Linked DNA regions of Gossypium hirsutum: region 1 is linked to region 2. Evidence: chromatin contacts called from public Hi-C data. All regions are on one chromosome and are shown on one strand. Each heading gives the region's core, a stretch centred on a gene start, on an enhancer-like site or on the middle of the called end of the contact. The rest is flanking DNA. Distances are from core to core; before and after follow the strand shown.

The links. A called contact is a pair of places that touch in the nucleus more often than the background predicts.
Region 1: a contact with region 2 is called in a Hi-C map of leaf, with 5 times the contacts expected there. The contact joins the promoter of LOC107951138 here to the promoter of LOC107951392 in region 2. A contact is called at or near these places in 7 of 34 Hi-C or Micro-C datasets (hypocotyl, leaf and seedling).

The regions. Positions count from the first base shown.
Region 1 is chrA02:17,182,041-17,187,883 of Gossypium_hirsutum_v2.1, forward strand. LOC107951138 (14-3-3-like protein B) reads right to left here and starts at 2,276. Exons shown (of 4, transcript XM_016886073.2): 1 at 1,476-2,276; 2 at 1,178-1,300; 3 at 320-436. The coding sequence starts at 1,973.
Region 2 is chrA02:16,928,705-16,933,984 of Gossypium_hirsutum_v2.1, forward strand. LOC107951392 (GEM-like protein 1) reads left to right here and starts at 3,658. Exons shown (of 4, transcript XM_016886441.2): 1 at 3,658-4,013; 2 at 4,095-4,196; 3 at 4,522-4,793. The coding sequence starts at 3,725. LOC107952560 (a long non-coding RNA gene) reads left to right here and starts at 720. Exons shown (of 4, transcript XR_005907823.1): 1 at 720-912; 2 at 1,464-1,797; 3 at 1,892-2,071; 4 at 2,271-2,846.

The DNA of each region.
Region 1 (5,843 bases), core at 1,026-3,525, 250 kb after region 2:
TAGAAAGTTGAAACTTTTAAAAACGAAGGGGTATAGGGAACCTTTAGGGTCTTTTTTCTATTCATTCAAAGAATATAATAAGAATAATGTTGATCATAAAGCTTAGTAACTTATTTATACTAGCCTTTCCTGCAAATAAGACTTTATTCCTTGCCCTAGATTTAAACCTTAAAAAGAACTAATCATCTGGGCCAATTACAATAAAAGGAACAACAAAAAAACAACATAATAATGTAATCAGCATTAATAAAAATGATAGATAAAACAAGCTCCTGCTTCAGAGGGGAAGAGGAAGGGTAGAGGAAGGGAGGGCAATGACCTGCACATCCGAAGTCCAGAGAGTAAGATTATCCCTTAGCAGTTGCATAATGAGAGTGCTATCCTTGTATGACTCTTCTCCCAGTGTGTCAAGCTCAGCAATGGCTTCCTCAAATGCCTTTTTTAAAGAAAAACAAGCCATATTTAATGAATTTCCGAAATTAATTTATGATTTATTCTTACCATGACAAGCAACCATGCATCGACACCCAAGAATATCACAAAGAATGTTTTAAAACAAATTACGAAAGTTATTTTGCAATGATTTCAGAGGTTAGCCTCATTCCATTTATTCTCTCCCCATAAACATAAGCAAGATAATAGCGAGAAGAAAGAAACAATTCTTCGTCGGCCAGCACAAATCTATTGAAATTTGGGAAATCTTGTACCAATTTGTTCCCTATCTAACTACAACTCTTTAAGTATTTCAAGTTTGTTCACTGACCTACCATCTTACTATGTTGTTCAACTCTTCATTTTTCTTAAAACACCCGTATCTGACTTATTAAGACACGGATATGGAATATCACCCTCCAAATATATATGACTTAATTGCTCATAAGGATTTGGTTTAGCAGATCTACATCAAAAAACATTATGTACTATAGCTAACACCCTGATTTAACACTAGTTTCTTCCCAAGTTCAAAATTTTCAAAATGAGAAGTGAGTTTAAAGTAATAGAATGATGAGAATCAAACAAATACAAATGGAGCTATCTTTTTGCAATTATCTGAACAAAAAATTATTTAACTAATGCTGGTTCATACTTTAATCTAATAGGCTCCAGATTAAACTAAATGGTGGATTTATAGCATAAAACATGATAAAGTGGTAACAAAAATAACAGGAAAACGCACCTGTTTAGCCATGCTACATGCCTTGTCTGACTGATTGAGAATCTCATAGTAGAACACCGAGAAATTCAGCGCAAGCCCCAATCTGATAGGGTGCGTCGGTGCTAGATCCTCCAGTGCAATATCCTTCATTCAGTTCAACACAAAAATCTAAAGAATCAACTTTGGAAGAAGAAAATATGAAAGAGGTTTCACAATCGAAGCCCCAACCGTAAAGTCATATTCCCCCAAGTCAACATCCAAAATTGTACTGTAAAATTCAACTATTCAGTCAAAGCTTGAGCTAGAGTTAAAATGTTACCTGAGCAGCCTTGTAAGACAACATAGTATCCTCAGCAGCAGCTTTCCTCTCATCACCAACCTTAAACTCCGCTAAATAGCGATGATAATCTCCTTTCATCTTCAAATAGAAAACCTTGGACTCACTAGCAGTAGCAGAGAGGATCAGATTCGACTCCAATAAAGTCAAGATACTAGCGCAAACTTCCGACAACTCGGATTCAATCTTGGATCTGTACTCCTTAACCAGCACAACATGTTCCTCGTTCTTTCGACCTTCTTCTTTCTGCTCGATGGAAGAAACGATTCTCCACGCGGCACGTAGAGATCCGATGACGTTTTTGTAGGCGACGGAGAGAAGGTTCCTTTCCTCGACGGTTAATTCAGCGGCTGGGGTTGAGCCGAGGACCAGCTTTTGCATGAACTGAAGCATCTCCTCATAGCGCTCAGCTTGCTCGGATAGCTTCGCTAAGTAAACGTACTGATCGCGGCTCAGGTTGCCGGTGACCGTCGTCGCCATTTGCCGTAATGGTGGGTTTCGAGGGAGAGAACGTTTTTCAGTTTTTTTTTTTTTTTGCCTTCGCTTTCGGGAGGGACGCTGAAGGCCTGAAGATTTAGAGGGGTTTTTTTTTTTTTTTAACGCAAGGTTGAGGAGGGTATAATGGTAACTAAAAATGAGAATAGAATTGGTTGTTGGTTTTTTGTTTTTCTTAATTTTATTTAATTAAGATAGACTTATTATTGAATTTTTGAGCGAAGAAAAGTATGGTTTTGTTGGGGAATCTGGATTTGAAAACTAATGATTCAGGATTTAAAATGGAATTGGGCGGTTTTGGAGATAAGATTTGCCTGTAATAAGTGGGACCTAATCCAGCTCGAAACGGTGTCGTTTGAGCATGACTGATAACGTTTTCAACGCGAGTATCAAATCAAACTCTATCAAAGGCTTCGTCGTTTATAGTTCTCTCCAGCTGGCCTTTGTTTTTTTAAATTGTATTCCTTTTGGCGGCTTTCCTTGTGTTGCAGCAGGCCAGCCAACCAAAATAAAAGTTTTAAAGCTCTAACTTTTCCTCTGCTATAATATAATACACCAACTTTTTAAAAATATTTATTATTCAAAAATTCCTATCTATGGAATGAATTATGCTAAAATATGGATACGGCTTAAAACGCTTCCAATGGGCTGGATGAAGTTGGAACTGCATCTTAATGCAGACCACTTTGTATAACAACAACGCTAAACTACTTAGTTGGTGACATAATTTTTAGAGTATTTTTATTTTAATCACTTAAAATAAAATTTTTACAATTTGATCATCTAATTTTTAGGATGCTTTCATTTTAATTATCTAAATATTTAATCTCTAATGACTGTTAATTATACACATTACATTATGTTTACACTTTTATTTTGGTCACCTAAAAGATATCTTTTTTAAATATTGATTAGGGTAAAAAATTAAAGATTAAAGTGAAAAGAGGTAGAAACTAAAATAATACACAAAATTTGTCAATTTGTAATTGTTTATTCTATTGTTGAAAATTCTATTTTTTAATATCAAAATTTAAATTTCAAAACATCAAAATAAATTGAATAAACTATTGAAACAATTTTATCCATTGATAATGTCAATCGATTTGTATTATAATATTAAAATTAATTAATTTATTCTCCTTTTAAATTTTAAAATTAACAAAATCAACAAATAACTTATATATAATAATTGTCTATGAAGCTTAAATTTATTTTGATTGTATAATTTGGATTCTTCCATGCTAAGCTAAAAGTAAAGAAAAATATCCTTGAAATTAATTAAATTAATTGTTTGTTCTATGCTTGGGTAAATAAGTGATGAAAAATTATGACTATTGCTTGGCATGGTAGATAAAATTAATTTATTTATTTAATTGTAAGGATTTTTCTTTACTTCTAGATTAACATAGAAAATTCAAGATTATATAGTTAAAATAAATTTGAGTTTCGTAAACAACTATTAAAGACAATAAGTTTCATTGATACTTTTGTAAAATAATTTTAAAACATCAAAATAAATTAATAACTTGTTGAAATTTCTTTATTTATTAATAATGTAAATTGATTTGTTACTATAATTTTGAATCTTAATATTTAAAAATTTATATTTCAAAAAAAAAATTAGAACTTTCGGCAATGAGATAAACAAGTACAATTTGATAAATTTTGTTTATTATATTAGTTTCTACCTTTTTTAAAACTTTAATCCTTAGTTTTTTTACCCGAATCAATATTTAAAAAAGATATTTATTGGGTGACCAAATTGAAAGCAACTTAAAAGTTGAGTAACCAAAATGAAAATGCAAACATGATGTGGTGTCTACAATTAACCACCATCAGAGGTTTACTGCTTGAGTGACTAAAATGAAAGCGCTCTAAAAGTTGGGTGACCAAATTGCAAGGATTTCATTTTAAATGACCAAAATTAAAGTGCCCTAAAAATTGAGTGATCAACTAGAGAATTTACCCTAAAAATAAATATGTAACAACCCGTTTTTTGTCAAATCAGAACAGTGGTTTCAAGATCACAAATCTGATGTCAAAATAATTATTTTATTATTATTTTAATCTCTACAACATGATAGTATGATTGTGTGAAAATATCGTTAACAAATTTTATCGTTTGAGTGCTTAATTTGATAAAAAGGATTAAATCGCGTAAAATGTAAAAGATATGTTCTAATAACTAAATGTGTCTAATAGCTATAGAGCCTTAAAGTGGAGGTCCTTACATGGTAATTAACCCATAATAGTGATAGTGGATTATAATGGCTTGGCATTTTGTGTAATTTGAAAAGTCAATAAAGGTTAATTAAGTAATTAGGTAATTAAAGTTAATAATAAATAAAACCACATTAAACACCATTTTGTATCCTTTTTCTTCAACCGAATTTCACAAAGAAGAAAGCCATTTTTGTGCTTAACTTACGAAAATCTTATCTCCTTCAATTAGGTATGTATTTTTAATCCGTTTTTGATGATTTCTATGTTTTTGGAGTCATTTCAACTTAATCTAGCTAGCCCAGGGACTAATTTGCAAAAATGTTAAAGATTTAGGGTTTTTCCATTGATTAATGTACATGTATTTTAAAGTTTGATGATAGAAAATGTATGGTTGTTGTTAGATAAACAATATTTGTAAAGTGATTTTTTGGAAAAATTTCCAATTAGGGATTAAATTGAAAAATGTGATAAATTATGTGGAAAATGTGTGAAATAATAAAAAATATGGGCTACTATGGTAATAAGGGAAATTCAGCTAGCGTAGGTAGGGACCTAATTACATGAATTTGTATTTTTAAGGGCACAAGAGTAAAGTTGCCATAATATGCTTTTTGGGCTAAGTTGAATAAATTGATAATTGAATAAGTTAATTTTCATTACATTTAGATCAAGAAAAGCGAAGTTAGGATCCAAATTGGGGGAAAATAAAATATTGGATTAGTCAATTCATTTCATCGTTTTTGCGATTGAGGTAAGTTCGTATGCTAATAAGCATTATTGTAATTGTGTTTTAAATGTTTTATATTTGAATTATTGATGAATATAATTGTACGGAAATGTTTGACGAAGATTCGGCAATGAAAAATCCCGTTTGAATCTTAGTAATAGATTAGGATACAAATGACATGTCATTAGGGGTTATGTGATTTGGGTGTTGGTCTGTACGTCTTACCGGTGGCTAAGTTATTGAGCATATGTTGCGGATTCTCATTAGCTTGTGTGAGCAGCACCATGTAGCTACATCATGACTGTCAGCTTGTGTGAGCAGACCCGTTGATAGCTCGAGAGTGAGCATTATATGAGATTGAGATAGCTTCGGCTATGTATTGGCACTTAGGGTGCGAGATTCCAAAGTATCCGATAGTATTCCAAATGGTTCAATAGGTATATCGAAGATACGAAATAGTGAGAAATAGATACATATCAGCAGGTATGTACGAAAACTATATGAGCATTGAACCTATGAAAGTTGTGAGTTCATGATTACTTATATGATTGAATATATGTAGACCTTATGAATTAATGATTTTGTAGTATGTTATGTTCATACTACTTGATTTGTGAATAAATGGTGAGCTTTACTTATTAACTATACGAGATTACTAAGCTTTATAGCTTACTATGTTTACTTTTCCATGTTTTATAGTTTTTATCGAAGCTAGCTCGGATTGGGTGTCGTCGGAGATCTCATCACACTATCAAGTTTTCACTTTTGAACTTATGAATTTGATTATATGGCATGTATAGGAATTGTGGTCATTTTGGTATATGTTAGTAATGGCTTTAACCATTGAGTTGGCTTGTAAATGATAAATGGTTTGTTATGTATATCGCCATGTGACTTGGCTTATT
Region 2 (5,280 bases), core at 2,408-4,907:
ATTTTGAAATCATTGTTTCAGGATGAGTTTAGAAGAAAAGTTCAAGATTATAAGAAGTGTAGGGGAAGAATGTATTCAAGAGGATGAACTGCTAAATCTTCTAAATCATAAACCTGAACCCATTTGCTATGATGGCTTCGAGCCTTCTGGCAGAATGCACATTGCTCTGGTATTCTACTTTTTCTTTTTTCTTTGTTTCTTTTTTCTTTTTTAGAATCTTTAAGTTTTTTCCCTCAAAATTTTATAGTCCTCTTATATTGATTTCTCTGTAGATGTAGGGATTGAATCTCAGAATTGAATCAACTCTTTGATGGATTTGATTTATACAGAAAAGCTAATTATGGGTTTGTTTATTTATTCCTAACACATCATAACAGATTGAAATTTGACAATTTAACTTTTTTCTGATTATTTGACTTCAAAGTTTTAGCTTCTTCGTAGTTATTTTATTGATTTTATTGTTTTTTTAAACAATTGTTATATGCATATTTCCCTTTCAATAAATTTATGTTGTTTGCTGCATTTGTTTTCAGATCTAAGTTCTAACATACTTCTTTCATTCACTTTGTTTATTCATATACTATGGCTCTACATTTAGATTTATTGTGTTTCTTTTTAAATGTTGAATTCTTGTGGTCTTCAGATGAAATTAACTCCAGGGCATCAGAGTATTGGCCACTTGTAATGGATCTAGCTCGCAGAAACAAGCTGCCTAGGATAATGAGGTGTGGGGCTAATAAGATCTTTTTGATTTGTTTTATTAATATTTTGTAGTAATTCTTTTGTTGACTCCGAATACAAAATGTGTTTTTCTAGGTGTTGTCAAATTATGGGCCGTAGTGAGCAAGATGAGTTGTCGTTGCCCAAATTCTTTACCCATGCATGCAGTGTGCTGACATATTTTTCCTTAAGGTGCTTCTGCTCTGGATTTTATCCTTTCCTGATTCCAAGGCTTTTAGAGAACTTTAGGTAGATTTATAAGTAAATCTCAATAAAAGTGCGAGTGTCACTCTGTTTCAAGTTACTTCTACGAATTACTCAATTTGTTAACCATATAAATGCTTATTAGGCGTATTTTCTAAGTGATATCCATTGTTTCATTTTCTTTTTCTAATTGAGAATTTTCATTATGACATCATTTGGTATCCTTTTATTGGAGTAATTGGAATTTTTTTCTCAATGTGTCCAAATAAAGAAAGTTCCAATTTCTGATTGAAGATCCAAATTTACTATTATATTCCTCTACATAGCTATTTTAAGTTTGACAGTTTAAGTAGAGAACAACTGTTAAGGATCTCCAGCATTGTTGCTATTGATCTCCTTCCATTTTTCTGCAGTTTATTCTGGACTATTTTTTACAAGCTGTACCCTTGCTTGTGTACATTCTATGTTTTCTTGTAGGTTATAATGTTAATTCAAACTTTTATTTATCTAAAGCTGCTGTAATTGCTTTATGTGGACAGGCGGACATTTGCCAGTTAGGCATGGATCAAAGGAAGGTTAATGTGCTTGCAAGAGAGTACTGTGATGACATTAAGAGGAAAAACAAACAAATTATTTTGTCTCATCGTATTGTCCTACTTCAATATCTATTTTGGTTCTTGAGATCAATTGAATGTGGGGAAAAACTTTTTCAGATTTAAAAACTTTGAGATGCTTGAAGAGTTGGACATAAGTGACAACCAGATCAGAGTTTTACCCGAGTCTTTCAGATTATTGTCGAAATTGAGAGTTTTCCGAGCAGATGAGACTCCCCTGGAAGTTCCACCAAGAGAAGTAATCAAATTGGGTGCTCAGGTAATGCTAATCTAGCTACAAATTTAACTTGCTGGGACCTTTCCTGTTTGATTTCTTATGAGCTACTAACTCATTCAACTTCTTTCTACATTAGGCTGTTGTTGAGTTCATGGCTGATCTCATTGCCAAGAGGGATACCAAGGCAGCACCACCAAAGAAGGAGAAAGGTTTTTGGTTCAGGATTTGTTCGATTTGTTGGACGTTCCAGACCACAAATACAGACGACAACATGTAACCAATGAATTACACTAATCTCAACAGGCTGGTCTCTCAGGTACAATAAATGATGGCTTTAATTTGATTGTTTGCATTGTATGTGTATCAATATTCTTGCTATCCTCTACTATTTAGTTGTCTTACATAAAAAATGTTGATAATTTTTAACTGCTATTAAGGTCTCGGTTTACTAGGGATCATGTTGGTCATAGACTGATGCTTCAAATTGGATTGATTTCATTTGTTACATTTTTCAGACTCATTCCATTCTGAAGGATCTGGTTCACAAGGCTATGAGTGAAACTCCGGTATATTCCCATCTTTGCTTATATTGTTCATGTACCAAATAAAATTTGCCTGCTATTTTTCTATCTTTTGACATTGAGTTTAGTATTCTTCAAGGTTTATAAGAGTCAACTTACCGTCTGTTACTTATTTTGGTGAAACAAATGATCAGTGAATGATTTCTGGGAAATTTCTTTTGTAGCAAAAACGATTATCGGCATTACTGAATGAGGATCCAGCAATCATGGAACGCCGATCCGCTCTTGCGAAGAGACTGGAATTATATAGGAGTGCACAAGCTGAAATCGATACGGTCGCTTGGTCGAAGTAAGAGTGGGTAAATTTAGAACCATGGGGCATGGTATTGGGATCTGTTTTGTTGTATTTTCGTTAAAGCAATATATTTTTTACCATATTTTAGAATGCAAACATCATTTGTTGTGTATTCTAAGTTTCTTTAAAGCTGTATAATATGCAAATGTTTTGCCACTTTATCGCTTATGTGATTTTTCATTCATTAATTTAAGCATCCGAACACATTTTGGAAATAACTTGAGTCTGACCCAAATACCTCTCGATTTTTTCTTTTTCTTTTTGCAATTTATTAATTTAAGCATTTTTGAGATAAATTTTAAAATTACTAGATAAATCCTCTTCCCATGCTTCGGAAAATTAGTCATATTTTGACTAAGATAATAATTATTTTAAATTATACAAATTCATATAAGATAATTTATTAGTTATAATTATTTTAAATTTTATTAAATCATATATTTTAATTAAAATATATTTAATATTAATTATTTCAAATTACCTTTTATAGTATCATATATTATGATTTGAGTAAATTCATATAAGAATATTAATTATTAAGAATTTTATTAAATTATATATTTTAATTATAATATATTTAATAATAATTATATTAATTTATATTTTATAGTATCATATATTATTATTTGAGTAAATTCATATAAGAATATTGATTATTAAGAATTTTATTAAATTCTATATTTTAATTATAATATATCTAATATAATTATGTTTAAATATGATTAAATTATTTATTATTGATAATAATAATCTTATTAAAATTTAAATAACAATAACAATAATCATTTACCAAAACAAATTTATGGTAAGGGTATTCTAGTCATTTTAGTTTTTTCCATTATGCTATTACACCTCTATTCCATTCAACCAAACACAAGATTACTATTACGCCTCTATTCCATTACATTTAACCAAACAGTTAATTTACTATTACACCTCTAATCCAATACACCTCTAATCCAATACAGCGAAACAAACGTAACCAAATTCAACCCCACGACGAATCAATCCTACAATATTCCTTCACGATTTGACCCCTTAAAATATTTTCCATTTCTGTTTCTTCTGATCCCAACATCCATATATATAAATCATGAGCCAGCCAGAGTCCGATCCTAGCAACATCCCCGAAGCCAAACAGTCCACAACATCCTCGGACTCAGCCCGAGTGCCGCCTCTCTGTTCCGATTACGCTCCGTACCCGAAATTAGACCCCAAGCACGTCGCTCCTCCACCGGAGAATTGGACTAACGTTTCCATGGGTTCCCAGTCGCAGCCTAATCAAGGGCCGGCGACGTTCTCTGGCAGCGCTGCTACCACCATGCCGGCTGAGTCGAATCCTTACGTTTCTCCTGCTCCGGTTCGATCATCTTCCGTCAAGAGTAACCCACTTGCTTCACCTTCTACTAAATTTGTTCTTTTTATTTGAATACCATTCATATTTAAGCCCTTTCGTTTAGCAGATAAGATGGGAGCAGTGAAAGAGGTGTTAGGGAAATTGGGAAAGAAAGCGGCGGAGGATACTAAGAAGGCAAAAGAGATAGCTGGGAACATGTCGCAACATTGTAATTATTTCTCTTTATTGACCACCCTTGGTTCCCCTGCACGATAGACTCAGTGACTCTTGAATTTTTAATATGAATTTTAGGTAGTGTTTGAATTTGGATTTCAAAAATACTGTAAATCATGGATAAATAAATATATGTAAATATCAGATTAGTTTTCAAAATTATGGATTTGTTGAATATCTATTTAATAGTTTATACATTTCAAATGTATAGCATTAGGGTATTCTCAATACACGATATCAGTTGATTGGATTATGTTATATGAAGTATATATAATTAGTAAGTTTATGGGTTTTTTTTTTTGTTGTTGTTGTTGCAACAGTGAAAACTGGGCCAAGTTTTGCTGATGCTGCTGTAGGAAGAATTGCTCAGGGTACCAAAGTTCTTGCAGAAGGTGGTTATGACAAGATTTTCCGAACAACATTTGAGACTGCTCCTGAGGAACAGCTTCTGAAGACTTATGCATGTTACTTGTCCACCTCGGCTGGTCCTGTTATGGGAGTTTTATATTTGTCAAGTCAAAAGCTTGCTTTTTGTAGCGACAATCCTCTGTCTTACCAAGTTGGTGCTCAGACTCAATGGAGCTACTATAAGGTATAAGAGCTTATGTTATGCGTTTCAGTTGGTCAAGTCATTGCATCTGTGTCTAATTGGTTAGGGTTGAGTGTAGACTGATTTTTTTAGATTTTACATTCCCAGGCAGTTCCATATATCACTAAAAGGACATGAATTATGGATTTTTTTCCCTTTATTGATTACATGTTTTGAAATTAGCATATCGTGGGCTCAATGCTTGATGATTCTATTTCTATCATCTATGTGGTTCCACCAAAAGTTGCCGATCCCGGATGCTTTGTTAGATTAAACCTTTGCTTTTAAATAAGCATCTGCAGTTATGACTTATGACCTGTTCGAGTTATTTGCTAAAGTTTTGTAGTCCCCTTGTTTCATAAGGTCTTCATCATCTTTGATTTGTTCTTTTTCCTGCTTGGTTACCGTAGTGCTAGTTTTTGAGTTAGTGCTTTTGTAGTTAAAGCTGTGTTTGCTTAAACTTATTAATAAGGAGAAGTTGGTAATGGAA